Regions from separate parts of the Pan troglodytes genome. Here region 2 is linked to region 1. The links are chromatin contacts, called in public HiChIP or PLAC-seq maps. All regions are on one chromosome and are shown on one strand. Each heading gives the region's core, a stretch centred on a gene start, on an enhancer-like site or on the middle of the called end of the contact. The rest is flanking DNA. Distances are from core to core; before and after follow the strand shown. Region 1 holds the start of CD274 (CD274 molecule). Region 2 holds the start of JAK2 (Janus kinase 2).

Region 1 (2,700 bases), core at 192-2,691:
TGTAGTCTGAATGTGTTAGAGGACGCTCCCAGGTGGAAGGGTTAAAGGTGGAAGCCAAGCAGGAAGAAGAGCTTCCTTATGGGAAACCACACCTGAGAATAAATAAACCCATCACACCTTGTAAATTTCACCCTGGAGTTCAGTATTTTCAACATTCTTTCCTTTCCCAACTTCCCCATTCCTGGCAAAGTCATCTCCCAAAGTCTGGGAATATTCCCTAGGGTGTCCAGAACACTTTCAGCTATCTCCTCTTGCTCACAAAATATGTATCAGAAAATAAGCAAAAGTTGACCTTGCAATAGGGATAACTTTGATTTCACTCACTTGTATAAGTTAAGTCTTTTAAAAATTCTAACACTTTTTACCATGCATAAAAAAAAGTCTTGCTACTTATATAATTTTAAACATCACTGTGTCTCAGAGTGATGTTTTGCAGAGAATCCTGATTTCAATCCCTCTGTCTTCATTTTCCCTTTGATTCCTTCTGAGATCTTGGAAGGGGTCTTTAATGCTTCAGCCCTGCCTCAGGTGAGCTATAAATTACTATGGGAAGGTGTATTTCTGGGGAGGAGAAGTGGGGCCTGCAAGTTCCAGACAGCCTTTCTTCCGGTCACCTGTGAGTACCTAGATTTGATTTTACTTGGGGGGACATAAAAAATTAATTACATGAATTCTGTCATCGGGATTACTGCGCTGACTTATTTCCTGATCAGATGACACATTGCCTGAATGTATGACTGATCGTCTCACCACAATCATTTTCAATAAATATTTGCATCCCATTCAAACTAAGCCACATCCCCCTGCAAATTCCAGCCCAGAGCCCACAGCTTCCGGAGGTTTTCTGTAATTAACACCGCCCTCGCTCCCTGAGGCCAATTACTGTAATTTAGGTATTCCCCGCAATAGTGTGCTGATTTCTGTTGAGAGCACTCTGCCTGTTTTTCTCAACTCTATTTTAAAGCTACGGAGAGATCCGGAGTCCACGCCAGGCGACAAGAACGCGCTCTAATGGAACGAGATTGGCAATACCTATCAGCACCAGGGGCAGTGCGAGAGCCAAGAGCAGGCGCTCACGAGGAGCGGGCGCCCAGCGCTGCCTGGCAAGCCCGGAGCCCAGGAGATCGCGCTGACTGACATGGCCGGGCTGACCCTTCTCCCCACCCGCCTGCGGCCGGTGTTCACTCACTGGGCGGCGCTGGTGCCGGGACCAGGCGACCGGTACACAGACCTCCAGGCCCGGGCTCCTTTCGCCCGCTGCAGGGACCGGGCCTCGCTCCGCCCAGCGTTGGGATTGGCGCCCAGCTACAGTAGATGACGCACCTCAGCCAATTCGCGCAGCCCTCGGCTTCTTTAAAGAGCCAGCACTTCCGCCAGAAGCCGGGTGTGTCCTTCCGGGCCAGGCTCAGTGTTACCAGAGGTGGGAGGGGAAGGTCAAAAGAGGCAAATTCAAAGCCGCGGCGACTCAGCTGCCAGATTTTTGAGGTGAGGCAGAGGAAGCGGAGTGGAATTCTCAATTAAAGGCCTCTGTCCCCTTATCTGTTAAATTGGCACTATTAAAAAGTCATAAAGATAAGACAGAAACGAGAAAGAACAGAACTGACTGAAATTACCCATTCTTTTTTGAACAGAGCCGTCTTTCTCCCCTGCTGCTCAGAGAGATGTCAGTCTCGTCTCAACCTCACCAGCAATTTCTATCTTGAATAAGCCAAGTCTCTCTCCCAGCCTGAGAGAATGCTTGAATTGTTGGCACTCTGTTCTTTGCTACCAAATGGCTTGGAAAAATAGCATGAACGTCACCAGTCTCTGGCCTTCAGGAAAGTCCCTGCTAACCACCACAGCGGTGGAGAAGGCGTCTAACTTTCTCCAGGCTCAGCGTGTGAGTGAACACCGCCCTGACCTCCTGGGCGCGTCCTGATGCTCTCAACAGCAGCCCTCAGGATTCTGGACTGTGGGTCCCACATTCCAGATACCATTTGTGGAATGGCTGGATGAGAAAATTGCAACAGCACCCTCATTTCCAGTTGAGGGAATGGGCGGGTTACCAGGAGGTTTGACACTCTTGAAGGGAGGTTAACAAGTGATGCAAGAAGTAAGGAATCGTGTTTGAGTGCACAGACTCTAGCATAAACACACCTACCTTCAATTTCTAGCTCTGTCACTGTCACTCTGAATTTATTACCTCTGCAATAGGACTAAAGCCATCTAATTTATTGGATTGTGAGGACTAAAAGATAATATATGTGGGCATTTAGCACAGTGTCGGGCACATAGTTCGCCTTCCATAACCAGTAGTAACCAGTAACGGCGGGGAGCTGTTACTAACTATAGGGCTGAGGGGGTGGGGGAAGGAAGCAGTTACTAAAACAAGGCGAGAGCGGTAGCTGTGGCTGTACGAGAGTAACCAACTGGAACTGTGTCGTTCAGTAGAGGAAAGCAAGCAATGCCAACTTTTCACCAAGTAAGGTGAGATTCTATAGTTGTAGCCAGTGCTGAGACGTCAGCCCAAAGCAGGGACAGAGTGGAGAAGACCCACCTCTCTGTTCTCCCAGCTCTGATATCCAGCTGGGGTCTTCCACTGGCTGGATCCACCAGGAAGCCAGAAGACACTGGAGCTAGGTCTGTGTAGTCTGTAGAGGTCAGCCTACTAGGCACAATGCCTGGAGGGATAAATAGAAAATATCCAGCACACCGTTTCTT
Region 2 (2,885 bases), core at 22-2,521, 430 kb before region 1:
GCAAACAGGCTGTGGACAGTAACAGATACCATGCCTAGTTACATAAGTATATCACTGCAAAATATAGAAACATCACTTATAATGAAAGTAATACTGCTTCAGAGTTCTAAAACAAGCATTTTCTTCCCCTCACAAAATAATCACATTTCCATTTCCACAGTTGTGATGCTTTTCATTTAACCATGACATTAAGCTCATCTTTAGCTCTTCTTCATTATGTGGGTCTGTGTTCTAGCTTTTACCTCAGTAGCAGTTTTTGTTTGCAGGAAAATAGGAACTCTTTTGGTAGTCACTGTTTGTAATTGCGGCCTTGATATTCTAAGCCATTGAGTCACAATTACTAATTAGAAATTCTTACTAACTTTGCCCATGTATTGCCTATGAAGCAGTAGCCATAGGAATGCAATTTTCCTGTAAATCCCTCCCTCTTATACAGCTCTAGTTCATTATTTACTTTAAAAGATTCAGGGTGAATTCAAGTAATTTCCTATGCTGCTATCATTTGCTTAAAGACCTTTTGCAATGGGTCTTATGTAAGAAGAAATGCAGGAGTTGCTTTGGTGAGGTTTATTTAAAGAAACCATTAAGTACAAGACAGACCTGAAGAGCAGCATCAGTTGTGTATGGGGAAACAGGAGCTATGAATGCGTCACTTGATTTAGGTTGACAGAAAGAGGGCTAATACTTGAAAAAATCCCTACACGATCTGGTGCCAGGCTACTTCTTTGGCCTCACCTCTTACCACTGCCCCCTCCTTCAGTGTCCTCCAGCCACAGTGACCTCTTTCCTGATCCTTGAACTTGCCAAACACTTTCCCTTCTCAAGGTCTTTGCCTTCAGGAGTCCCTCTGCCTGAAATTCTTTTCCCAGATAGTCATGGGACTGGTTCATTCTCATCCTTCAGATCTCTGCTCAAATGTCACTTATTCTAGGAAATCGTTCCTGGCCACCGTAAAATCGCACACCCCCTCCTCACTTTCTACTCCTTTTCTTTGTTATTATGTATATGGCAGCAGAAAATTATGCATTTTCTTAGTGGCAATTACACACCCCGCACATTATGCATTTAAAGCGTTGTTTGTTGTTTTGTCGCTTCCATCAGAATACAATCCAGTAGGGCAAGGAGTGTGTGGGGTCGTGTTCACCTAGTATCTCTGGGGACCTACAGCCCGGCACCTAGTAGACACTCAGTAAATATTTGAATAAATGAATGAGGCCCTTTGGCAGCCGGGAAGCCCGTCACAGCCGTCGTCTCCACCCTCTCCTGGGCTACACCAGGCCACGCCGGTCAAGTTGTTTCTCCTCCAGGAGAAACATTCGCTAGGCCTTGTTGCCAACCCGCAGGCAGCTGGGCGCTTCATCCCACCCTCACCCCTTTCCAGCCAAGGTGCCTGATCGGAGTCAGGCTCTCGAGGTCGCATTGCCACGAAACAGCGTGTGTGAGCGCGTCGTCCCCGGCCCCCGGCGCCACTTCCCCTCGGCCTAGCAGCCTGGGCTGGGGAAGGACAGGTCTGCTGTACCCGGGAAGTGGAAGGAAAAGCAGAAAGCGGAGAAGTGTGCGGGAGGGGAGTCTCCGCGCGGAGGCAGCCCGGCCTCCTCCTGTGCAGGCTGCGCGCTGGGGAGCCAGCCAGGCTGAGTCACTCCCGGCCGCGTCCCTGGAGGGCGGCGGCCACACCCACACCCGCCCATCTAGTGAGGGCCGGGCCCAGCGCTGGCACCTAGCTCCAGCCGGGCACCAGTGTTTCGCGAGGCGCCGCCGCCTTAACTTCCTTGCGCGCTCACGCCCAGGGGCCGTCCCAGGAATCTCCACGCGCGCTCGCCGGCTTCCCGAGAGGCAGCTGCCCTGCGTGGCCCGCGCCTGCAGGTCCCGCGACCAGCACCGAGCGGCGCACGCGCACTGCAGGACGCGCGTCCGGCTCTCCCCCAGCCTCTATCCGGCCCAGTCTCCTGCCATTCGGGGAGACTGCGGGCCAACCGGGAGGCTGAGTTCGAAGCTAGCCGGGCGGCGAAGCCAGTGTCGCCCGCGGCGTTGAGAAGACGGTGTGGCCCCGGAGAGGGTGGAGACAACTGTGACGGGCTTCCCGGCTGCCCGAAGTGGGAGTGGCGTGGGGCTGCAGGAAGGAGAGAGGAAGAGGAGCAGAAGGGGGCAGCAGCGGACGCCGCTAACGGCCTCCCTCGGCGCTGAGAGGCTGGGCCGGCGCCCGGCTCGCTTGGGTGTTCGCGTCGCCACTTCGGCTTCTCGGCCGGTCGGGCCCCTCGGCCCGGGCTTGCGGCGCGCGTCGGGGCTGAGGGCTGCTGCGGCGCAGGGAGAGGCCTGGTCCTCGCTGCCGAGGGATGTGAGTGGGAGCTGAGCCCACACTGGAGGGCCCCCGAGGGCCCAGCCTGGAGGTCGTTCAGAGCCGTGCCCGCCTCGGGGCTTCGCAGACCTTGGCCCGCCGGGTAGGAGCCGCCCCTGCGGGCTCGAGGGCGCGCTCTGGTCGCCCGATCTGTGTAGCCGGTGGGTGTTATCTCTGCCTGGCTTCTGGGTGGGGGGCAGCAGCTGTCTCTCCACCCCCTTCCTACCTTTTGATCCCGCCTGCCCCCTGCTAGTGGCAGCAAACTTCTGAGCCAGAAAAATCTTCCTCTTTAAGACGACACCTAGAACGAGTCTTGCTGGTGATATTTGCTTCCATTTGTGTCTTATAATTCCCGCGCCCCCGCCTCCTTATTCCTTTTTAAAATTTTCTAGACACTTAAACAGCCTAGAAAAAGCATTTGTTTCCCCTGGATTTATGTGGTAGTAGTTAACTGCTGCTTCTGTTTTTAGGTTTCAGAAGCAGGCAACAGGAACAAGATGTGAACTGTTTCTCTTCTGCAGAAAAAGAGGCTCTTCCTCCTCCTCCCGCG

Evidence for each region. HiChIP or PLAC-seq counts read pairs in DNA pulled down with a chosen protein or histone mark.
Region 2: an H3K4me3 HiChIP or PLAC-seq map of stem cell-derived excitatory neurons shows a contact between it and region 1, with 4 times the contacts expected there. The contact joins the promoter of JAK2 here to the promoter of CD274 in region 1. A contact is called at or near these places in 1 of 7 Hi-C or Micro-C datasets (stem cell-derived neural progenitor cells) and 1 of 1 datasets of contacts at active chromatin or transcription factors (stem cell-derived excitatory neurons).

The regions. Positions count from the first base shown.
Region 1 is chr11:110,486,241-110,488,940 of NHGRI_mPanTro3-v2.0_pri, reverse strand. It overlaps CD274 (CD274 molecule), which reads left to right and starts at 1,441. Exons shown (of 8, transcript XM_001140705.6): 1 at 1,441-2,466. It overlaps PLGRKT (plasminogen receptor with a C-terminal lysine), which reads right to left and starts at 1,372. Exons shown (of 6, transcript XM_063788739.1): 1 at 1,190-1,372; 2 at 1-92.
Region 2 is chr11:110,919,657-110,922,541 of NHGRI_mPanTro3-v2.0_pri, reverse strand. It overlaps JAK2 (Janus kinase 2), which reads left to right and starts at 1,271. Exons shown (of 25, transcript XM_016960555.4): 1 at 1,271-2,438; 2 at 2,806-2,885.